Regions from separate parts of the Mus musculus genome. Here region 1 is linked to region 2. Evidence: chromatin contacts called from public HiChIP or PLAC-seq data. All regions are on one chromosome and are shown on one strand. Each heading gives the region's core, a stretch centred on a gene start, on an enhancer-like site or on the middle of the called end of the contact. The rest is flanking DNA. Distances are from core to core; before and after follow the strand shown. Region 1 overlaps Uchl1os (ubiquitin carboxy-terminal hydrolase L1, opposite strand). Region 2 overlaps Apbb2 (amyloid beta (A4) precursor protein-binding, family B, member 2).

What was found. HiChIP or PLAC-seq counts read pairs in DNA pulled down with a chosen protein or histone mark.
Region 1: a contact with region 2 is called in an H3K4me3 HiChIP or PLAC-seq map of bone marrow-derived macrophages, with 3 times the contacts expected there. The contact joins two enhancer-like sites. A contact is called at or near these places in 1 of 15 datasets of contacts at CTCF or cohesin (the NIH/3T3 cell line), 3 of 115 datasets of contacts at active chromatin or transcription factors (bone marrow-derived dendritic cells, bone marrow-derived macrophages and pancreatic cancer cells) and 2 of 9 other capture datasets (adipose tissue and liver).

What each region holds. Positions count from the first base shown.
Region 1 is chr5:66,637,697-66,644,984 of GRCm38.p6, forward strand. The region is part of intron 1 of Uchl1os (ubiquitin carboxy-terminal hydrolase L1, opposite strand); the gene reads right to left. Among named protein-coding and RNA genes, the nearest start is that of Apbb2, 23 kb to the left of the region's middle. Within about 2 kb of position 4,660, at least 17 of the 459 cell types and tissues checked have an H3K27ac peak or open chromatin away from gene starts, as enhancers often do. A contact at or near this core is called in bone marrow-derived macrophages, where this site is marked.
Region 2 is chr5:66,522,474-66,529,196 of GRCm38.p6, forward strand. All of the region lies in intron 2 of Apbb2 (amyloid beta (A4) precursor protein-binding, family B, member 2), which reads right to left. It overlaps Gm52775 (a long non-coding RNA gene), which reads left to right. Exons shown (of 4, transcript XR_003955743.1): 4 at 1-6,366. Among named protein-coding and RNA genes, the nearest start is that of Gm52775, 22 kb to the left of the region's middle. Within about 2 kb of position 1,843, at least 120 of the 459 cell types and tissues checked have an H3K27ac peak or open chromatin away from gene starts, as enhancers often do. A contact at or near this core is called in bone marrow-derived macrophages, where this site is marked.

The DNA.
Region 1 (7,288 bases), core at 3,410-5,909, 120 kb after region 2:
ATGGTCAGCTATTCAGTTGTTTCTGGGCTCTGGTGAGGTAGAACATCATGACAGCAAGAGCCTGTGGCTGAGCAAAGTTATCCACCTTGGTTGGTGACCAGGAGGCAGAGAGTGGATGGGTCTTTCCAAGTTGTCTGGTTCCATCCATATCTCCTAGCCTGTATGGTGCCACCCATATAGGGACAAGTTTGTCCCTTAATTCATCATCTCTGGAAGCAGCCTTATAGACAAGCTTAAGTGTGCTTTATTACATTCCTAGGTAAATTTTTTTTGGAGGTGGGGGTGGGGTTCAAGACAGGGTTTCTCTGTGTAGCCCTGGCTGTCCTGGAACTCACTCTGGAGACCCAACTGGCCTCAAACTCACAGAAATCCTCGTGCCTCTGCCTCTAAGTGGTGGGACTAAAGGCGTGCACCACCACCTGGTATTCCTAGGTTTTCTTAATCCAATCAAGAGTAACTTTTTTTTTTTTAAACTGGGAGCCCCGAGTCTGCTGGAGCAAACAGCCCACCTGCCTCACTGACAACTAACTGTGACCTATAAAAAGCTGTTCACCTTGTCTCAGAGAAGACAGTTCTGCAGCAAGCAACATGTCTAAGAGCCCTTCCCCAGCAGACACAGTCGAGGTCAGACTTTACATGGACCACAGCCGGGCTCTGCATTTCCCTTGCCTTGTTTTGCTTTTCTACTGCCCTCCTTTAATAGACTCTGCTCTATCAATACATCCAGGAACACTGTATTCCAGTGCCCATATAACAAGGCAGGTGTCCAGTAAGCACCTGTAATTCCAGTTCCAAGGGGTCTGACTCCCTCTTCTATCCTATAAGAGTACACACACACACACACACACACACACACACACACACACACAGAGAGAGAGAGAGAGAGACAGAGACAGAGAGACAGAGAGACAGAGAGAGAGAGAGAGACAGAGAGACAGAGAGATGGAGAGAAAGAACCAGTGTAAGGGAGCTGGAGAGATGACTCAGAAGTTAGGACCACTCACTGCTCTTCCAGAGGTCTTGAGTTCAATTCTCAGCAACCACATGGTGGCTCACAACCATCTGTAAGGGGATCTGATGCCCTCTTCTGGCATGTTTGTGGACAGCTACAGTGTACTCATATACATAAAAAAAAAAAAATAAAAAATTAAAAAAAAAACCCAGTATAAGATGGCAAACAGAAAGGAAAAGCTGAAGAAAGGTAGCAGCTGGCATTCTTAATCCAATCAAGAGTAACTTTTTTTTTTACTGGGAGCACTGAGTCTGCTGGAGCAAACAGCCCACCATGCCTCACAGACAACTGACTGTGACCTGGTCACCAACCAAGGCAGATAACTTTGCTCAGCCACAGGCTTTTGCTGTCATGTTCTGCCTCACCAGAGCCCAGAAACAATGGAACAGCCAATTATTAAGGGGACCCTCTGAAACTGTGAGCAGAAATAGAGAACTCATATTTATATTTATATTTATATTTATATTTATATTTATATTTATATTTATATTTATATATATGGAGGTTGATCTGGAACAAGCATGGGCTTTCTTTGCTCCATGAACGCAGCCTACAATGGCTTCGAGGACATCCCCTTCTCTGTGGTCATGAGTGAGGGCTTCCTGGTGGCTAAGCACTATATTCATGACCTTCATGAATCCCAGCAGGTCTCTGGGTGGTGGGATTTTCCCATACATTTTACATATGGGAAAAGTGAAACCCACGGAGGCACAATGACATTACCAAGGTAATGAAAAAGCACGTGCGTGTCCTCAGCTGTTTCCACAGTCTGTGTCTTCCCCACTCTGTGTTCCCAGAATGTAGGACATTCAAAAATAGAGATCCAGGGACTCAGCGTCTCTGGAATGAAATGTCACTGAAGTCAGAGACACTGAATGTCACTGAAGTCAGAAAGCGCTGAGATCCTGCCTGGATTAGGACATTAACTCCCCACCTCTCACCCTAATGTTCACAACACACTTCTGTTCTCCTGGTTTCATGGCTTTTAAACGAGTATTCAAAACAGAAAACTCTGGCATCTTTCTCCCACCATGTGCTAAAAGATGCTCTCCTGCTACCTATGTACGTTTTGCCCTGTGTCTAACCTCCTCGGCCTGGCATGCCACATAAAGGTAAACCAAGCCACAAATAGAGATAAAATCACAGACACTGAAAATATCACGAATGAGCCTAAGCAGGTTTCACAAGCATGGGAGTCATAGAAAGTCTCCTTGCAAAGGTTACATTTTGTTTATTTCTTTGTTAAAAATTTGCCAGGTTCCATGTACACAGCTCACTTACCTCTAAAATAAAAAGAGTAAAATGCTGTTTCAGCCTCATAAATACAATCTGAAATCTATAACCTGCGACTTTCCAGGAGACGGATTGAGGCTGAGTTATCTCCCTATCGCATCTCTATCTCATAAAGAAGTTGTTTATTACTTTCTTCTTATTCGGTTGAGTTACTGGGCATAAATCTAAGACTCTGAGGCTTATACATCCGAGATGATTTCTATTCCTTGCTGGCTTAGGTTTTTATAACTCTAGTTCATGTATCAATTAAATGTTCTCATTGACACATTTTCCCTGGAGTATAAGCTTGTCTCTCACTATATGAGAGCTACCATCATTTCTTTTAGCTCCCTAAAATATTTTGCCCAGTAGAAATGAGTATCATTGCCAGGCTCGTTAGCCAAAGCCCTAGAAACTCCACTGAAGCACATGGCATATGACATTAAACATGGCATACGTGGAACATAATAGCTGCATGTGGTTCAAATTGCTTTCTGAGACAAGCGATGTCAAACTCTGTGATAGAGCCTGGCTGGATGGCTCAGTGGGTAAAGCACTTACTGTACAAAGCATGAAGAACTGGGTTCTGAGCCCCATAAAAAGACGAACATGGTAATGTGCGTTTGTAATAATCCTAGTTCTTCTACAGCAAGATGGGAGACAGGAAAATCTGCAGAAGCTTGTGGGTCAGCGAGTTCAGTGCATACAGAGGTGAATGAAAGACCCTGTCTCAAACAACATGGAAGATGAGAACGAAGACCTGAAGTTATCCTCTGACCATGAACATGTCATGCCACAGGAGCATGTGCATACACACACTCATGAACACACAACATATCCCACATCACACACACACACACACACACACACACACACACACATGAACACACACATGCACACACACACACACATACATCCCACATCACACATGCAGACACACACATCCCACATGCATACACACCCCACATCACACATGCACTCACAAACACACACACACATACACATTTGCACACACAGGCACACATCCCACATCACACATGCACTCACAAACAGGAACACACATGGAACTTGTTTTTCAATACATTAACAATCATTAGCCCTCTGACCACACTTTGCAGGTACTTAATAGGTTTATAAGGCAAAACACATATGCTTGCTCGTCTATCAAGGTATCTGATGGTGTCAACTCCATGTCAACTCCATGACATTCCTAATTGCCATGGACACAAGATGTGGGCATGTCATGGATTACCTAGCTTAGGTGCATTGAGTTGGGAAAACCCATTCTAAAATGCAGGCTGCACCATTCCATGGATTAGGGTCCTGGGCTGAGTTAAAAAGAGAAAGCAAGCTGAGCTCTAGCACTCGTTAGTCTTTGTTTCCTAACCATGGATGCAGGGTAACCCAGCTGCCTCCTGTTCCCGTCACTGTCTATTTCTTACCATTATGGACTGTGTATACCTCCCAACTGTAAGCCAAAATAAAACCTTTCTCCATAAAGTAACTTCTTACTGGAAACTTGCTCACAGTAACAAGAAAAACAACTCTGACTGCTTAGAAGAGTGAGCCCCAAATCAAATGCCTTGGTCATGTTGTCTTACTAAAGCAATAGAAAAGCAATGGAGACAGCAACTGAAAGAGCTTGGTATATATACTGATCAGAAATTGATCTGTAACCACATAGCCATTTTCCAGAGTCACAGACCAGATATTTTTTGCTGCCATTTCATGTATTACTCTGATGGGTTAGGCCAACTAGAGCATTAAGCAGGGCTAATGAGGGAGATGATGGGGAGTCAGTGAGAGTTCCTTGGGAGGACTAAATGGAGAGATGGCTCCGTGAGTAAGGGTGCACACTGTTTACTGTTTCTGCAGAGGAACCAGGCTCAGTACTCAGCACCCACATTGAGTAGCTCACAACTGCCTAACTCAAGTTTCAGGTGCTCTGAGGCCCTCTGCTGGCCCCCACAAGCACCTGCATCCATGTGCAATAGTTCCACACAAACACATACATACATATAATTTTAAACAAAAATAAATTTAAAAAAAGAAGATAGAACAACATAGAAACAAATAGAAATAGAAAAAGAAAGAAAGGGAGGAAAAGAAAATGGAGAGAGGAAACTAGAGACACGGGGATGGGAGAGGAAGACAAACTCAACCAGCCAAATGGTCCTTTCCTAAAGAAGTAAGAAATTTGATGGAAATCAAACACAGTTTCTAAAGAAATCGACTTCTCTGTTTGAAGATTAAAAAAACCTCCCACACTGGATTTTCTGTCTGAGACCATCCACCGAGAGGTCAAGGTAGTGGCCAGGACTTCTGAAAACACAGTCTCAGCCAAATCTAAAATGAGTCATATGCTCTTACCAGGAGCCACATCAATAATAAGTGATGACTCGCACAGTGGGGTTTGCCCTTCTTTGGCCACTCACTGGTGAAGTAACTCTGAACAATTCATTTAGACCTCTTGGATCTTGCTTTTAACATACTCAGTAACAGGCAAGAATCATTTGGGATCTCAGGCCCACTTCTATGGCTAAAAGGATTTTAGGAAGTTACGTAACTCCTGTAAACCTATTTTTTTTCCAGCCACACAATGTGAATAAGACATCAAAGAATTGTCTGGAAGAAGACGAGAAGGTACAGGTTGTCCAGCCCTGGTTATATAAAACTTTAGAACACAGGAACCACATCTACAGATGCAGGCCCTGGATCTGGAAAGGGAGGAGAGGTGGAAGGAAAGGGTTATGGGGGCGGGAGGAAGAAATGAGTGAAGTGGTAAGGATGTGGGAATAAAGATGTGGTCCTGGTGTGGTGAGGGGTCACACACCTACAGCTCTCAAAACTTTGCCAACTGTCCAGTGTTTACTGATCACTTAACTGCATATCAATTATACCTTTAAAAACAGCTCTGTTACTTTTAAAATTATGTGTATCTGTGTGCATCTGTGGGTGCCCTAATTGCTCTCTTATTGCTGTGAAGAGGCACCATGACCAAGGTAACTTACAAAGGAAAGCACTTCATCAGGGCTTGCTTATCGTTTCAAACGGTGAATCCATGACCATGGTGGGGAGCATGGCAGTAGACACGGGGGCACAGCACTGGGGCAGTAACGAAAGCTTACGTCCTGATCCACAAGTTGAGGGCAGAGGGGTGGAGAGGGAGAGGGAGAGGGAGAGGGAGAGGGAGAGGGAGAGGGAGAGGGAGAGGGAGAGGGAGAGGGAGAGGGAGAGGGAGAGGGAGAGGGACAGGGAGAGGGAGAGGGAGAGGGAGAGGGAGAGAGAGAGGGAGAGAGAGAGGGACAGGGACAGGGAGAGGGACAGAGACAGAGACAGAGACAGAGACAGAGACAGAGAGAAAGATAGACAGACAGGGACAGAGACAGATAGACTAGTTTTACTGTGGGTTTTTGAAACCTCAAAGCCCAACTCCAGTGACATACTTCCTCTAACAAGGCCATACCTCCTAATGCTTCCTCAAACAGTTGCACTAAATAGCGACCAAGCACTCAAACACACGAGTCTAAGGAAAGCAAGCTCATTGAGACAACCCCAGTGGGTATATGCACATCTGTGTTCTGGTGCCCACAGAGTCCCAAAGAAAGACATTGATCTCCCGGAATTAGAGTTACAAGACCTTGTGAGCTGCTCCGTGTGGGTGCTAAAACCGAACTCTGGTCCTTCCCAAGAGCAGTATAACAATTCTAACTGCTAAACCATCTCTCTTGTAAAAGGACAGAATTTACAAAATATACAAAATAATTATACAAAATGTGCCACAAACAAGCCTCCAGAAACATAGATTCATTTCTTTCTCCTGCCCTATTTTAGTGAAGGACCACTTGAAATGTTTCTGTGTGCTGGAGAGATGGCTCAGTGGTTAAGAGCACTGATTGCTTTTCCAGAGGTCCTGAGTTCAAATATCAGCAACCACATGGTGGCCCACAACCATCTGTAATGAGATCAGATGTCCTCTTCTTCCCTTTTTTTTTTTTTTTCCTTCTCTGTGAAGCCCTGGCTGTCCTGGAGCTCACTCAATAGATGAGGCTGGCCTCGAACTCAGAAATCTGCCTGTCTCTGCTTCCCAAGTGCTAGGATTAAAGGCGTGTACCACCACTGCCTGGCCCGGATGTCCTCTTCTAGTGTGTCTGGAAAACAGCTACAGTATACTTACATATAATAAATAAATCTTTTTTTTTAAAGGATTCTGCCTGGGCGTGGTGGCACACACCTTTAATCCCAGCACTTGGAAGGCAGAAGCAGGCAGATTTCTGAGTTCCAGGCCAGCCTGGTCTACAGAGTGAGTTCCAGGATAGTCAGGGCTTCACAGAGAAACCTTGTCTCAGAAAAAAAAAATAATAAAAATAAAAAATAAAATAAAAAAGAATTTTTTAAAAAGGGGCTGGAGAGATGGCTCAGAGGTTAAGAGCACTGACTGTTCTTCCAGAGGTCCTGAGTTCAATTCCCAGCAACCACATGGTGGCTCACAACCATAAGATCTGATGCCCTCTTCTGTGTATCTGAAGATAACTACAGTGACTTATGTATAATAATAAATAAATCTTTAAAAAAGAGAAAACTGTTTCTGTGTAACATAACATAATATTATAAACATTAAAATCCCACAGCAGCATTATGGGACAATATGCAAATACTGCTGTGGTTTAATTAGACTATCACCTTTATCAGCCATATTTTATATTGTTAGAATCACATTATATACAGGAAACCCCATGGTTTATCATAAAAATGTGTATGTGGGGCTCTGGAGATAGCTCAGTGGATAAGAGTGTTTGCTATGCAAGCATGTGGATTTGAGTTCCAATCCCTTCCATCCAGGTAAAGAGCCAGGCGTGGTTGGTTGTATGCACCGGCTGGTTTTATGTCAACTTGACACAAGCTAGAGCCATCAGAGAGAAGGCAGCCTCAGCTGAGAAAATGCCTTCATACAATGTGCTGTACACACCATGTGGGGAATTTTCTTAATTAGTGATTGATGTG
Region 2 (6,723 bases), core at 593-3,092:
TTATTACAGTCTTGTGTCCTTACACTCAGCACAAGGTCTTCCAGAAGGAAAAAGGCAGGGGATGCATCCGACCCATCTCCGTGCTCTCTCAGAACCTAGCGGCAGTAATAACTCAGGCGCATTGATTTCTGCTTTGAGGTGTCACCCAGAGACCATCTTTCTTTCTGCTCTTCATCCTCGCTCAGCCAATAGTCTCCTTCCTCTTTGCTCTTCACACATTTCTACTGCAGTATATGTTGAGTGGCTGGCCCTGGCTGTGGGGCACGTAGTAGGCACTTTAAAATGTTTATGAATGAAATGACTGCCTGTGAGACAGCCAAGTTTCTCTCTAAAGCAACTTGTTTGTTTGTTTTAATGACTTTACTTTTATCTTCGTCACATACTGAAGGCTATCTCAAGAAACAGTGACAGAGAACATAAAGACCTGAGCACCGAATTTGGCTGTCGGGGTCTCTATTCATCTGCTTCCCTAGGTGATGAATTCTAGAGCGGCACCCCCAAATTTTAGTGACATGTAAACACAATGCAGTCAAGTTAGGATTCAGAGTGTCTGTGTTAGAATCCAAGACTGCATTTCTTTTTGTTTGGTTGGGTTTTTTTTTGTTTGTTTGTTTGTTTATTTTGTTCTGCTTAAAAAAAAAAAAAAAAAGACTGCATTTCTAACAACCTCCCAAGACGCGCTAATGCTATTGAGCATGACCTGGAGTCTAAGAAGGCAGCACACAGATTAAAAAATGTTAATGTCATTGTCTCTGGATTCCTTCTCCTGCTCTTCTAGAATTTTCAAGTAACTCTGTGATGACTTGTGCTACCGGAAATAAAATATTTAAACGCTAAACATACACATGCCAGAGCAAAAGTTGTATGTTTGGACATTTCCATTCAGCAAGGCAACCTCTTTATTTAAGGATGTTAAAAAGACTAAAGAGACAATATTGATATATTTAGTAATTCCCCTCTCTTCTCATTTGAACAGGGAAAGTAAAAGAAAACAGTAATTACCCTCAACATACAGAGTTACGGTGTACAAGCATTGCTTTTCTTGGGTTCCCTGGGAAGAGAGAGATAACAGGAGAATCCACTCAGTTGGAATACAATAAGGAAAGACAATGGAAATTAAGGACAGAAAAGAAAGCAGCCAGGTGCTATGCTGAGCCTCTTCCAAGTGAGTCAACAGAACCCCACGGCAGTAGAAACAAAGCGTTCTTCTCACAGTGAGCTGAGTTCTGCAACAAGACTCCATGGGGTAAATTAAGGAAGAGTTCGCTGCACATCTGCACAGAAGAAAGAGGGAAATGTTCCTAAGAGTGCCACTCCTCTCTGTAGTGCGACCAAAGCATTTCATAGGGAACCATGCCAAAGTGTGCAGCCCTCTCCTGGGGTCCCAGCGGGAGCTTCTTACAGTCTGTGGGTTGTAGCCCAGGCAGCCCCAGCGGGTAGGCATCCCCCGACAGCTACTCCAGACACTTTCAGATTTCAGGTGTCTATGGTCCAGCAAGAGCTAGAGCGGGAAGAAGCCCTAGCGGCTCACAGTATACCAGGGACTCTTCGAGTTAAAAGCAAAGCACCCTAGTCAGCTCTTAACTCTCTTCTCACTTCCAGGTAAGGCTACCACGCAGGCTTTGTGTATTCAAACTAGGATTCCACCCACAGTCCTCTCTTTACTTTATTTTTTTTTATTTTTATTTTATTTTAATTTTTTTTTTTTTTTTTGGCCTTAAAGGAAAATTGTGAAACTCGCTGTGAAACTCCACCCTAAGGATTAAAACCAAGACTTATATAAGGCTTGCAAATGCAGCGGAGCCACAAATCATGTCTGTGGTGTCTACTCAGTGCTATTCAGGATGTGGTTTCCTATCTGGGAAGCTGAGACCCAGGGGACGTGGGCTCAACAGAAAACAATGCGTCACTGTACACCGAATTCTGAGTCTGGCTTCTTATCTAAAATAAGGAAGCATTTGTCGAGCTGGGCAAATGTGATCACTTGAGATTTCAAAACCAGCTTCAGGCATCACCCCGAGAGGGGGAAAGTCAGGATTCATTTGGACTTTACCCATTTATTTTATTGAAATGTGCATTGTTTTTTGTTTGTTTGTTTGTTTGGTTGGTTGGTTGGTTTTTGTTTTTTTTTTTTTTTTAAATCACACTACAATAGAGAGGGGTGGTGCGAGGGACTGCCACAACCTCCCTATGCTCCGGAGCCTCAGGCCTTCCTTGCTATCTCACTTGCAAGCTAAACAGACGTCAGTGCTGATGAGAAAGCACAATGAGACACACGGTCCTCTGCCCAGATTCTAATTTAAAATTATTTCAAGATATTAAAAGAGATTATATTTGGCGACTCTCACTATGAACAAATACTAAGTAGCATTTAGGAGCCAGCATTAATGTTGTTGGGAATGATAATGGTACTGTTTCTAAATAATGCTGTTTCTTTATTTTGGATGTTGTAGATGTATAATTTGCTTCAAAACAGCTTGTCAAAACTATAATGATGTGTGTGTGTATACATATATATATATTTATATTTATATATTTGTATTTAGCTCAGGAAAATAGGGAAGAATACTAATAACGATGGAAATAAGATGGGGGTTATCCAGGGAAACTTCCTTGCTTTTCCTATGTTGCTGTGTGTCAAGCAAGAGTTGTTTCATGTGAGGAGAGAAAGCAGGAAGTGAAACAGGGCAGATCTGACTTGCAGTCAAACCTAGAGACATGTGAACAGAGCAGGGACTTGCTGTCAGTCCACAAATTCACAACACATGTGCCACAGTACTGTAAGATGTTAATAACAGGGGGACCGAGGCAGAGAACTACACGGGAACTCTCTGCGCTGCCTCCCTCCTTTCTGTAAACCTAAAAGTCCATTTCTAAAAGACTAAAAAGAAGGAATACAGATCTGCTTGTGGGTTGGCTTTGTTTTTGGAAACAGGGGTCTCACACAGCTAAAAGCAAATAGGGAAGAATGGAAACAATGCAGAGAGGACGACTGGCTGGGAAATTGCCGCCATTCTTCTTTGTATGTCATGCAACATCTGTTCCATGTGATGGCAGAAGAAGGTTCAGGCCAGCCTTCAACTCCTGATCCTTTTGCCTGGGACTCTGAGGTGATGGGGCTAGAGACAAGTTCCACCACACCCGTGGGGTCAATATTCTTGCTGTTGTCATAAATTACCTCTTAAGACTTATTACATAACAGCCAGTCATTTTAGCAAATGGTTTGAATAAGAACACAGGAATGGGGGGTGTATCTGGGGAGCACACTTCTCCTAGGCTCTTCGGTGGAATGTATGATGTGGAGTTTCCAAACTTACTCTTCCCTACCTTGCTAACCCTCCCCTCACAGAACCTTCAGACACTTCAGGCTTCAAGCCCTCCAGTGATTTCACTAGGATCCTGGTCTCCTCCTCTACATCAAGTGGCAGAGAGACTATAGGAACTCTAACAGCAAAATGAACAGACCACCCCAAGTCCCCAGGTCTGTGATCTCAAGCCTAGAACTTCAAGAATCTAAATGTTAATATATCCCAGAAACTGCCATGCTCCGGGGAGGCTTGAGGCCGGCTCCAATGCAGCACATGCATGTGTGTACTGCAAACTCAGTCAAAAGCTCAAGGCTGTGGAATTCACAGGCCAGTGCAGGAGCTACTGCTGTTGTTTTCCTAGATGGATGTGATGTGCTGATCACATGACCTTCTAAATAATTTTTGTGCCCATAGGTCAGTGCTCCTGTCAGCTGTCATCAAAGGAGGTCATCAAAGGCGCTGTCATCAAATCAAAACTAGGATATCAGTATCACCCCCCATCACAGAGCAGGCAACATGGTGGAACTGGGTTGTAAAAAGAAAACGGAGAACCAGAGGAGGTGGTGGACTGTGGTGGAACACTGTTTTCTGGGCGTGACATGGCTGCTGCCTTCTTGAACTCACGGAAGCTGTAGTTATCCACACAAGATGAGACCCAACAGTGTCACGTAATGGAAGAGGGAGAGCCCGTGAGGCAGGAATAGTTGATGAGGGAGGGAGAGAGATTTCAGTATAGCCACTGCCTATAGATCCTATAACAACTCTAATAAATTCATGTTGCCATTTTATAAGAAAGAGAGAGAGAGAGAGAGAGAGAGAGAGAGAAATAGAGAGAAAGAAAGAAGAGGGGAGGGGAGGGGAGGGGAGGGGAGGGGAGGGGAGGGGAGAGGAGAGGAGAGGAGAGGAGAGGAGAGGAGAGGAGAGGAGAGGAGAGGAGAGGAGAGGAGAGGAGAGGAGAGGAGGAGAGGAGAGAGGGGTGCGCATGCTGTGAATGAAGAAGGAATGAATCAACAAGAGGAGCAAGAGAAAAGAAAGGGTAACAGGAAATAAATACAATCAAAATATTTTATAGACACGTGTGAAATGCTAATGAACTCAGTGTTACATGTAATTAGTTTATGGTATTGGAAAACACCTTCTTTCTTTTTAAAAGAAAGGCAATTCGGTCCTTCAGATGTCCTGTCCCAACATCCTTCTCTCTCTGTCTGTCTGTCTATCTGTCTGTCTGTCTGTCTGTCTGCAGGATATTATTCTCTGGAAGATTTCAGTGAGATCCCTAGGCTTCCTCCTAGAATGAGCTTCCTAGGTGAGGCTAGCCTAATAAAATCACTGTGATTGACAGCGATTCTTCCTGAGACCAAAATCCTGGGAACTGAGAGCTGAGCCACAAAAACACACTCATATTTCCCATGAGATGCCATTTGAAAATGCAAATGACCAAGGGAAATAAAAACACTGGAGCATTTCCTGTGTGGGGGAGGGGGGCTCATAAAAGCATGGATATGAGTGGGGAAGAACTGAGCCCTGTGAACTGGAGTCAGCCACAGATCCCACTCAGCCCCGGCTGCTGTCCTTGCCTCCTCTCGGATCCTTTGAGGCCTGGCTGCAAGTCGGCTGTGGTTTGTTCTCTCCAACCACAAAGACCGGATCCCTCTCCATAATGTCTGCCGTCCACATAGTCTTTGAGTTCCGACGGGGTTGCATGCTAAGCTCAGCATGCTAGGCTGAGGATACATTTAACTGGGTGTCAGGGCTTAGCCAACACCCATGCTGTGGTATATATGGGGCACATCCTCTTGTGCGTAGCTGGGAGCTGCAACTCCCTGATGCTCAGCAGCATTATGTGAGAGTATCCCAGGATACAGTGCTCCAGGGCAAAGATCCAAATTCAAAACTTAATGTACAGTTTGCATAGAATGCATATTTTTTTTGTACTACGGTAAAATTAAAACAAAGCAAACCCAAAAAACCTATTGAGCTGAATTACTGTAGTCAGGGACCCGTTGTGTTCACTGCATCCCTGGGTCTTGGTTCTCTGCTCAGGCCACACACAGTTCATATAATCCATCTAGAACAGAAGTTTGTAAATCAGCCCTCTAAGCTAACCCCAGTGCCACAGGTATGGTAGGAGGAGGTTCCATAGACCTTAAGGCTCACCACCACATGGATACCCTGTGAGTCTGACCCACAGACAAAAATAAAAACAATTACAACAGAAACATACACCACTCTGACTCCACAAAACTTACGGGAAACTCAACAGGGGACTCTTTCCCTTGGCTCTAAAGGAGCACAGATCATGTTTACGATTCCTACCATGACTAGTAAACACAGAAAAAGAGAAAGAGGGTTTTTTTTTACCAGAGGTCTGTAAGCAGGCCGCCAAATTGGGGCCCAAACCAATATGACAATGTGCCATAGTTCCCGCTTTATGGACACATTTCAGAAGAGGTGGGAAGTGAGTTTTGCCATCCAACCAATTACGTTCTTTCAAAGGCACTATACTATCATCTACAGAAGAAGGCCTGAAGTTGGCTCTGGTACGTTCCCTTCTGCAAACTCACAGGCTAAACTAATTGTTTGGTTACTCAAATCTTCTAATCTTGAGATCTAATGGAAAATCAAGTATGTTCAAAAGATCAAAGGATTAAAAAAAAAAAAAAAAGCCTCAGCTCTAGCTCTAGTACAAACTGTAAAGCTGCCATCTATTTTCAGAAATTGGCTAAACTGGGTGCTGACTGAGCAGCACAGTCCATCACAGACATTGTCCAGAGAGTCAGTTTCCTGAACAGGATCTCCATGTCTTGGGAATTTTACTATGGCCAGGGGCAAAACACACCAAAGCCACTTGGATTGAAGTAGCTAAAAGTCAGCCCTTGCTCTGTTGCTTTGTAACCAGAAAAGCCAAGCCCAACACAGGTTTTAGATTTCTCGCTCACCAGCAGTGTTGTTCCTTCTGTGCCCGCCATAAAAGGCACTGTGTTTCAAAGAGAGGAGTGTAACTCTACCGTCGGTAACACATGTGTTCTGAATTAATCAGGAATGAAAGTGGGCTATGTCGCCCTATCTAAACCCTGCCTGTGTGCAATGAAACAGAAACGGGGGGGGGGGGGATCCTCTACTTTTAGTGAATGAATGGGTCCTCTGCCACCGTTAGGAAAATCATCATAGAATAGCCAGAGGGGCTCAGATGGGTTTGTGTGCACCCCTTCATGGGTACACCCTTTCTGTGAGCAGAGTGAAGTGTGTCTTGGGGTGTAGGAGGCTGTGTTAGGGAATTTTCCAGCTGCTATGAGTATAGTCCTGATAAAAGCAACTTAAGGGAACGAGGATTCGTTTGATAAGGGTTATCAGGGCAGGGAAGATTGAAGTGGCTGACCACACTGCATCCGCAACTGGGAAGCAGAAAATGAAC